3 separate regions of the Sus scrofa genome follow, and regions 1 and 2 are each linked to region 3. The links are chromatin contacts, called in public Hi-C maps. All regions are on one chromosome and are shown on one strand. The core of a region is the stretch at or near the end of the contact, and the rest is flanking DNA. Distances in the headings are between cores, read along the strand shown.

Region 1 (3,475 bases), core at 938-3,437, 78 kb after region 3:
GGCCTGGCTTCACCCCAAAGCCCCGAGGGTACCCATAACTCTTCCACAGCCCCAGCTGGTGGCCCTGCCCTCCCTCCCCAGCTGGAATCATGGTGCTACCCCATACACACACCAGCCTGAGCTTCGCCACACACACTCAGCACATTCACGTGTGATTATTTATGACCCTGTGTTTCGAGTTACAGAAATCTAGTTCTAGTGATTAGCTCAAGCCATGATAGAGATTGTTTTAAGTATATGGAGTCTCTCTGGGAACCCACCATCTTTTCCTCAACCACATGAGGGAATTAAAACTCTCCCATTACCTGTGTGTGTGTGTGTGTCTTTTTAGAGCTGCACCTGTGGCATATGGAGGGTCCCAGGCTAGAGGTGGCATTGGAGCTGGGGCTCCACAGCCACAGCAACATGGGATCCAGCCCAAGTCTGAAACCTACACCACAGTTCATGGCAACACCGGATCCTTAGCCCACTGAGCGAGGCCAGGGATCGAACCTACATCCTCATGGATCCTAGGCGGGTTTGTTACAGCTAAGCCACCACAGGAACTCCTTCCATTACCTCTTCACACATCAACTTCTATTCCCAAATTTGAGGCTGTTCCTCAGCATCAGGCGCTTTGGGAGGAGAAGGTCCTGGTCCTCTCCCCATAGAACGCGTTAAACTCCCACCGGACACACCACCTTTGTGTGTGGAGCAGGCTACGCAGGAAGGCTTGGCCTGGACGTTTTCACTGTTGAGGTCGGATAAATTGGCAGTTGACTGTTGAAGGAGGGAAGTTGCCAAAAGATACCCCTGGGGCAAGTCACCCTTGAGCACAAGCATGAAGGAGGCCGGCAGAAGGGCAAGCTATACTGAGGACGCACAACTTGGTTTTGTCATTGAGAATCCATTTAGCTTCCCTCATCGTCCTCCGGAGAACCATCCTGGCCCACAGCAACCAGCCCACAGACTTCAGACAGTTTACCCTGTCCTGTGGCTGCTCTGCAAGAGGATGAGGGACCAGTTGGAGCACTGCCAACTCCTGGCCACGGCCTTGGACTAGTGACAGTCCTGGGAACCAACCAGAGCCAAGAGATGCAGTGGAACTTTTGCTGGGACTCTGGGGAGAGAAACATTCATTCTTTCTCACTCATCCCGAATGCAAAGGATGCTGCTCTGTAGCTCCGGCAGCCCTCTCAGGATATAGAGTCTGAGAAAGGGGTCTGTGTGGACAACAGAGCTGAGATGGAGAACAGAGGTCAGGTTCCAGTGATACCTGAATCCATATATCAAGCTGTGTATGGTAGTAAGTTCTCTTTTTGGCTAAAACTAATTTGATTTGAGTTTTCTGTCATTGGCAACCAACCAACCAAACAAACAAAAAAACCAATCCATAGGCATTCCTGTTGTGGCTCAGTGGATTAAGAACCCGACATAGCATCAGTGAGGATGCGGGTTTGATCCCTGGCCTCGCTCAGTGGGTTAAGGATCCGGCGTTGCCACAAGTTGTGGCATAGATGGGTTAAAGATGTGGCTTGGATCCGGTATGTTGACCTGGCTGTGTCCCAGGTTAGGTATCCCATTCAATCCTTTCCCCAGGAACTTCCATATGCTGCAGGTGCAACAGTAAAAAAAAAAAAAAAAAAAAAAATCTGCAAACTTACCCTTTGACTCCAATACTCAACTGATTCTTTCTCTAGAATAACTTCCACGACATTTGCCAAGCTTTCACCCTTCGTTAACAACGACTGTTAAGTTTCAAGGGCATTAAAAATAATTTAAACATCGATGCCAGTGCTGACGACCTCAATATATTCCTACGCAGCCAAATCAATTGTCTCAATGTGACAACAACAACCCGAGAGTGTACTGGGAAAACAATTTCTAAGATGCTTCTCTGAAATGAAGACCTAATTCGTTAATTATACACTCTTGACCTGAAAGGCCAAGAAACCAACATTAGTCATGGAAGTTGGGGTTCTCTAAATTTTTAACAAGCCCTAACTTGTTTCAACAGGAACTGGAGGTGCAGAATTTTAGGTTTCAATGTGCAAACTTCATAACTTCTAATTTCAATACATGCAGCTTCGGAAAGCTGCCTCAGGGTCTAAATAGTTCCCATACGCATGCTTAATTAAATCTGTTTATATTAACAGGGATTGGCAAACTCTGATTCACAGGCCAGACCTGGCCCATTGCCCATTTGTGTAAATAGTTTTCTTGGAACTCATTCACCCCCATGGGTTGCCCCTCCCCTCCCTTCCCCAAGAGACAGCAGGTCACTGCACGGGCAGGCACTCACCTTGCACTATTAACGCATGTTTTCTGTGTGGATATTTTCCTCTCCCAACCCTCCACCTAGTCTATTTTTGTTTGTTTGTTTGTTTGCTTTTTAGGGCCACTCCCTCGGCATATGGAGATTCCCAGGCTAGGGGTCTAACCGGAGCTGTAGCTGCCGGCCTACACCACAGCCACAGCAACTCGGGATTCAAGCCACGTCTGTGACCTACACCACAGCTCATGGCAACACCAGATCCTTAACCCACTGAGCAAGGTCAGGGATCAAACCAGCATCCTCATGGATACTAGTTGGGTTCGTTACTGCTGAGCCACAATGGGAACTCCCCTCCACTATTCTAGAAGACAGAGATCTAAGGCCACAGGCTGGAGCCTGGACTGTTTTTAGAACAATGTGGTTAATTCCTTGCACCTTGATTTTTCAGACTGAGAATCCTACCCTACCCTTTTGGCCGAGGCCCCTCAGGCAGTGGAGACTGATCACAGAGCCGAAGAAGAGCTGTGCCCTTCGCGGCTGGCCATGCGGAACCTGGTAGAGTCACACACAGCGATGGGGAGGCTCTTGAGGCCAGGGTTCAGGGTGGCTGCCCAAGCAGCAGAGGGCAGCCCATGGAACATTCGGTGCAGACTTTTAGAGGCTGGACTAGACTCATTCCTGATTCATGGGAAAACACTAGAAAAAGAGCCATGGAGGGTGAATTTTAAGCCCCCTGCGCCAGACTGGGAATTTCTAAAAGAACAGACCTTCTTCCCAGAGAGGGAAGGGGCAGGTCCCCAAAGCCCCTACTGGGCCTCTGCCTCTAGGGTGGGGGGAGGGGGAGTGTTTACTAGAACTGGCAGGCAGCTCTCGCTGGTACTTGGCAGGTGTCATGGGCCAGTGGGTGGGAGCACATTTCCTGGAGGGCAAAGGACCATCTTTAACACCTGTAAGCTGGGGCACATGCACCAAGGGGTCCCCGGAACCCACCTAACAGTCAGGGAGCTGGGTTCAGTGCAAAGCTGAGCTCAGGACTGTGAACCCACAGCAGAGCTAGAACGAACAAGGCGCGATTCCAAGACAGCTCTTCAGAATCTAGGGCCTGTGAGCGCCCTTTCTGGCTGTGCTTCCAGGGCTGTCTGACATTTCAAGGGCGACTGGACCCACTGACTCATGAACTCAGCTAAAAGTGTGGATGCGAAGGGTGCTTGGGAAGGTCTC
Region 2 (3,544 bases), core at 656-3,155, 68 kb before region 3:
AGTGGCCCAAGAAACAGCAAAAAGACAAAAAAAAAAAAAAAAAAAGTAGCAAACCAGACACAATTTAAGTTTGCTCCTTCTCAAAAACCCATTCAAATAATAATTTTATTTTTTAAGACAAAGCTGCAAAGATTAGGAGCAGAGGCCACTTTAGAAGCTAGAAAGCAGAATGGCTTAAACTTCTCAACGTCTAATGAAAGCCAGAAGACTGAAAGAAAGCTTTCGAAATTATAAAGGCAAGTTACTTTTAACCTAAAATTCTATGTTCTTCTAGCTTTGACCAAATTTAAGCATAGAAGAATAAAGAATAAATCTAGAAAAGTCTTCGATGAAAGAAACACTGAGGCAGGAGGTAATGGGCCCCAGGATAGACATTTGCAACTAGCCTCTTGTTTACACTCCCTGAGGCAGGAGACAGGTGGGCTCCAGGACAAACATTCACAACCAGCCACCTGTCTATACTTCAGATAGAAATAACACAGGCCCAGGGCAAATAAGTGGTACTTGTCTTCTGTGAACTTGTTAAACAAAGACTCAAAAGGGGGCTGAGCCCTGCTTGGACAATGAACTAAGAGGTCACGTCCTCCCCATCCTCAGGGTCAGGGAGACCCCAACTACACATGCACAGAGAGAGACCCCTCTGGGTCAGAGACGGAGGAGGCGTCAGCCCATAATAAGGCTGGATAACCTTCCCGCCATGCTCTGCTTTGGAACCCATCTGGTCCAAAAGACACGCACGCAGATCAGGGGAGGGCCCTGGGTCTGGTAGGTGTAAAAGGTGAAACAAGGTAATTGGCTAAAGGGAGACAAAGACCCGGAAGAACTACCCTAAAATAAGTGGTCAAAGTCACCTCTGCTCCTCACTGAGGGGTCGCCCGCACCCGCACCCCCTTTGGGTGCCTACTACTGTTTGCGTCTGCCTTCGACAAATAGCCTGATTCTCTGCATTTCTGTGCTCTCCCACACATGGTACCGTGTTTCTAACAATAAGCTTTATACCTATTTTTACAGTCTTTGCCTCCTTGAAACATTCTTGTTTTGACAGATTATGTCTGAAACAGAAAAATCAAGAAGTACCATTATAAGGATGTTGCTTATAGAACTGTGGTAAATACCTAAAGAATCAGCTATAAGAGGTGAGGTGCTTCTTGCCCTGGAGGAGAGAAGAGGACAGTGTGGGACTGCTGTTTTCCATAATGAACTCTGAAGAATTCTTTGACTCTTGCAAAACTATGTGCATTCTAACTTCAAGCGCATTCCAACTTGGTATGCTTCTGTCTCTTCTATACTGTGTGACTCATTCACCAGTGTTCAGTTTTCAGTGACCAGTTTATATGAGCACCAAAAAGTTAATACTGTCTTGGCCTTGAAGGCACTATTATGAAGGCTGGACTTCTGCTTTAAATAATAACAGCTACTATTAGTATGTGCCCAGTACTGTACGGAGAACGTTCACGTATCATCCCCAATTTCTACAACAGCCATGCGAAACAGACATTGTTTCCATTTTACAGACGAGAAACTGATGCTCCCAGAGGGCAAATAATGCGCTCATCTGCAGCAGAACTCCCAGATCCCGAAGTTTCTGTTCTTTCTTTCTATTAGATCACATGCCTTCTTTCTAGGGTTTGAGTTTTCAAAGAACTACAAAGGGGGGGGGGTGTAGCACAAAGTGGGGGCAAACATATCAAACACTCCAAAGAAGCCCTTTGCCCAAAGGTCACAGAGGGGAAGAGGACCCCTGAAGGATTCAGCAATGTTACCGGGTCGCTGTCTACTGACACAACCGAGCTTAACCCAAATTGGAATTTCCAGCTGGTCATGTGAGCACAGAAAGCAATTTTTAAACTCTGGCCAGGAGTCCCTCTGATTACAAAAATAAAAGCTCCGTTCTGCTCTTATTTTGAAACAAGAGATGTTCCAGCTGCTCCAGCAAGGGCCTGAGCACCCCTGTGAGGACGCTAAAAAGACAAGGTTTTGTGTCCAGAGGTGCCCCGTCACCCTACAAGCTGATTTCTGAAAGGGCGGACTGAGGCATATCTGCTTCCCATGGGGGTGACCTGGGTCTGGGACCTTAGGCCGGATGATCGTGAAGGTCCCTTCTGAGTAAGACTCCAGGGTGTGTTTATCCGGGTTTAAAACATTGGGAGCTTTGAGCGTGTGCTGGCTTGTTTCCTTTCTGGAATTCTCCTGGGATATAATCAAGACGCTTACCTGGCTCTTTAAGTCAACTGTCTGGTCGACTCAGGTGTGGGTGAAGCATAAGGTGTGGGGAACAGCAGGGTTGTTTACATTCCTTGCTTCTGAAAAGTCACACGGGCCACCGGCAAGAAATGAAAGTGAAATCAGGGGACAGTGTCACCAGTCAGCACAAACGTGCCAGAGTTCAGAGAGCTGTTTACTTAGGCACAACTGCGCCTGCCAGCCGGTCATAAGCTCGGGGCTGCGTGCATCTGCCGCTCCCCTCTCCGCTGCCCCGGGTCTGGAGCCTGCCTTTGGGAAGCCGGCGACAGAGATCGGACAGTCAACCGAACCTGATTTCCTGCTCCTCCTCTTAGGAGCCTTGTGTGGGTTCTGCATCTTCTTGTTTGTAAGTACCTACCCTGTATGCCCCCGTGGCTCGCCCAGACCCCTGCTGCTCCGTAAGAAGGCTACTTCCCTCTCAGACCTGGCAGCCGCGCCAGGGGCCCAGGAATGACTGGCAGCCGGGCGTGGGACCCTCCCCCGTGCACCGTGTGCACTCCGATCCCTTCAGCATCACCCTGTGCGCCTCTGGCCTCAAAATGGTGCAGGTGATGCCAGGGCAACTGGTTAGAAACGCGGGGGAGAAGAGCGGGCGGCAGGGTCTTGCACACGGTCTATACAAAACAGTCCGGGGCGTGTGAAGTGGACTCTTCATCAGAAATAGGTGGCCAGACACAAGCGGAGCACTGACGCACAGCAGCTAAACCGGTAGTCACAGAAACTCTGAGTCCTTAAAACATGCCCTGTGGATTAAGATGGTCAGAAAGACCTGTGTCCTTGACTCAGAAAGAAGACAACAGCATCCAAGAGATTTTTAGACCCTGTGTTATGAGCAGACACTGCTTCTCACGCCTCGATGGAAATTCATGGCGGGATTTTAGTTCTGTTGGTGCAGAAAGACTTTTTCTTTTTTTAACATGGGCTTGTTTCTCTCATTTCCAGCAGGCTTCTTCTCTTATAAAATCAAAGGCTTCTTTGGGAAGAGATGAATATATGTATATATGTGATTCTGTCTTTCCTTCCTCCCTCAGGACAACTGAAGTGCATTTCTCAGTGTCTCCTTTCTCAACACTCTTGCCAACTAACCCTCTGCTTTATTTACCTACCAAGATTGTTTCTTTTCTAAATTTCACTTTTATGTAAATCGAACATGATTCTGGAAATATTTCTCATGCAAAAGGAAGAATGCTTGCCTCTAATGCCCAGAGGTCTCGGGGCTAACATTAACCTTTCAGAGCGTTTCCTTGGTCTCTTTCTTGGCAGTCCTACCATACAGTGTGATTTTAGACCTGGTTTTTCT
Region 3 (3,166 bases), core at 327-2,826:
AACCTCAGAAGGAGGTCCTTGGTGCTGAGTCATTGATGGGAGGTCCCAAGCCTTCAGGAGTTTTACTGGAGGTCAGGGGACAATGGGCACTGTCACCTGGGGACATGTCTTGGGAGTCACATATCTGTCCTTCTACAGTAGAAAGGCTCAGCCATGCTGACCCAGAAATACTGTTCCCATAAAGGAGCTTACTGTATTACCAGGCCCTCCTGGAGGCCAGAATCTGGCCCTGTGCAAAGGTGATGGCAGGCAAACACCTGCCTGAGATTGCATCCAAGGCTCCTCTTGACCACAGTGCTGGGAGCTCCTAACTGGAGTCAGAAATGTACCCCTCCATGGACCTCTGCCTTCCTCACCCCTCCCTCCAAGCCACTGTCCACACACCTCAGTTCAAAGCTGAGGGTCTTTTGTTCTGAAACTTACAAAATCATGCAAATTTCTCTCTAGCCCAAGACAGTCAACATTCCTTTTGCTAAATGCCACCCAAGGGCGTGTGATGAGCAAAAAACCAGAGAGAACCTCAGATGTTTAGATATTAGGCAGGTCACTGCCCTTCTCTGGCTTCCCCATCTATAAAAGGGGGAGAAAGTTCTTCACAAGGTCATCCACGAGGATTAGGAACACAGTGGAGGCGCAATACACAACCCATCACTCTCGTTATGTTTAGAGGATAAAAAGATGATCGCATATGAGACCCCTGCCCATTATCACATAAAATGGATGGGACCCGATGTTGATGCAAATAATCAGGAAACAATCTAAAATAAGGGAGAAAAGAGTTGCATTTGAGCCAAAGTGAGGACTATAACCCAGGGGATACAGATGCAAGAAGTACTTGCATTGTGTTTCATTGGACCACAAAATGGAAGAAGCTTATATAGGCAAACCCCACAAAATTGCATAAGTTTTTTGTCAAGAATTAGGCTCGGAGCTGGCAACAAGTAAGGGTGCTTTGCTAGGGCCTGGAATGGTTGTACAGTTACAAGGGAAGACCTTGAGCCCATTAGGCTGCAGCTGGCAGCTGCTACCAGATACTCTTGAAATCAGCTAGTGATGCCCTTGAGGTTGACATAGGTCAGAAAATTTGGGACTCAATGCAGGAATGTGTCTGAAACCACATCCACAATAGCCACCTGGCTCCGTTTTAGATGCCTGAACTGCAGTTCCTCCATTTTGATTTTTAAATGATCTTGAATATGTCATCCCCAACACTTGAGAAAAAGTGAAAAAGGCTGTTTGTCCAACCAGAAAGTTAGGGTCAAGGACACATAACATGGGTGGCCATCCTGGGTTGACATTAATGCAGGAATCTTAGAAGGCTTCCTGGTGGGACAGGTGTGGAGCTGGATCTGGGGGGAGGGGATGCCCTCAGACTGGTGGATTTCAGGGCAGGATCTATGCTTCTTGTCGTGGGGGGGGGGCTGTATTGGGGGCAGGATCTATGTTACTACGAGGGGAGTTTCTCTGGGCAGGATCTCTGGTACTAGGAAGGAGGGGTCAGGGTCAGAAGGTGATGGGGGCGGGGGGACTGTTGCCAGGGAGAACTTTGATTGTATCCAAAGCTGGTGAGAAGCCACCAGGCGGTCCCAGGGTTCATGAGCAGAGCCTTCTGCCTCACAGCTGTGGGGAAGGCTGACTGAAGTGGACCAGAGATCCTCATTTTCTTCAAGGAAATCAGGCTGAGGCAGGTAAGGAAGCCTTGTAACATCCCACCCCCCAGGACTGCATTTTTTCTGGGTGCAGATCTGCTTCCCAGTGGGCCGCATCCGGGGAGGCAGATGTGTTTGGTGGTGGTTGATGCGGGTGAAGGGTGATGAGATGAAAGGCCGGGCAGGTAAGTGTCTGGACCTCTGGGTGTCCTCCCTGTGCAAAGGTAAGGCCTCCAAGACAGAGGTGCACAGACACCTGAATGCCCTCTGCTCCCACAGGGTCTCAGCACTGCTGAGCTAGTGATGGGAGGCAAGGATCAGGGCCAGTGAAGAGAAACCAGGGAGAGAGGAAGAGGGGAAAAAAGCAGCTTCTCAGGGACTCTCTGTGACCCTGAGAAAAAGCTGCCTGACAGCCAGAAGGGACAGAGCCTCAACCCAGGCAGAATTTTGTCTTAAAAGGAGTAAGTCACATTTACCTTGAAAAGAAGGAGAATTTGCTCCTACTGGGTGCTTTCCATGTAGCAGTTTCTTTCTACATAGCACACTGTTTAATTTAATGTTCTACCAAAGTCAGAAGTTGAACCTATTTGTCTGCTTTGGGTAGAACTCACAGTCACTGTGAAGCACATCCTGGATCAGAATCCAATCCCAGTGCCACCAGGCACAGGCTGCCGCGTCCAGGTGGTGTGACCTCTGGTTCACCCCTGCCCCAGAGTGCAGTAGCTTTTGCCCCAGGTCAGGGAACAACAAGGGACATCTGGCAAGGCTGCTGCTTCCTAGCCAAACTGAAGGTGTGGGATCGCGACTGTCATGTAACATTCAGGGGTGCAGGAATTCAAGCAAAAAATACCTAAGGACATGAGTCTATATTTGGGGGAAAATGAATTTTTTCCCTAAGGTGGAAGAATACTTGCTCTTGTCTCAAAGTGAGACTGTTTCCCTTTTCTTCTTGCTATTTTGATCCCACCTTTTATTTATTTATATTTTTGGCCCGTGCCATGGGGAAATTCCCCCGCCAGGGATCCAACCTGAGCCACGGCAGTGACAACACCAGATCCTTAACCCACTGAGCCACCAGAAAACTCCTGATTCCACCTTTTAAAGGCCTCTTCCGCGCAACCCTTCTTAGCCCCCCCCCCCCCCGCATTTCTTCTTCCCCAGTTTAAAACATCATTCCCCGGCCCCTCCTTTTATGCGCTTCTCTATTTCCTCACATCTTTCCCCCTGAGACAGGGAGCCTGTGCCCTGGACCCTTTATTGAACGTGTCTTCTCTGAGCCTCAGGATAACCCTGTAAGGCAGGTGTCAGAGCCCCGTGTGAGGGGTGAGGACCCTGGGGCTCCACATCGGATCACTGGACCCAGTCGGAGGCCGTCCATTTAGTGTTCGTGGGCACATACAGGCTGTGCGGGGCATCTGAGGTGACAGAGTCCCTGCCCCACTCAGCCTCCACTTGGAAAGGAGCCCCTGGGCAAGGTGAGAAGGTCAGCGCTGCCCCTCCTCCCCTCCTTTCTGTGT

Evidence for each region. Hi-C and Micro-C count contacts between places; a contact is called where the count stands out from the background.
Region 1: a contact with region 3 is called in a Hi-C map of liver, with 6 times the contacts expected there. The contact joins the promoter of LOC100525318 here to the promoter of STRA8 in region 3.
Region 2: a contact with region 3 is called in a Hi-C map of liver, with 3 times the contacts expected there. The contact joins the promoter of TMEM140 here to the promoter of STRA8 in region 3. A contact is called at or near these places in 1 of 5 promoter capture datasets (liver), 2 of 47 Hi-C or Micro-C datasets (both in liver) and 1 of 2 datasets of contacts at active chromatin or transcription factors (alveolar macrophages).

Annotation. Positions count from the first base shown.
Region 1 is chr18:14,001,210-14,004,684 of Sscrofa11.1, reverse strand. It overlaps LOC100525318 (solute carrier family 23 member 2-like), which reads right to left and starts at 2,187. Exons shown (of 12, transcript XM_013985609.2): 1 at 1,644-2,187.
Region 2 is chr18:14,146,980-14,150,523 of Sscrofa11.1, reverse strand. It overlaps TMEM140 (transmembrane protein 140), which reads left to right and starts at 1,905. Exons shown (of 2, transcript XM_003134650.4): 1 at 1,905-2,590.
Region 3 is chr18:14,078,809-14,081,974 of Sscrofa11.1, reverse strand. STRA8 (stimulated by retinoic acid 8) reads left to right here and starts at 1,576. Exons shown (of 11, transcript NM_001285970.1): 1 at 1,576-1,688.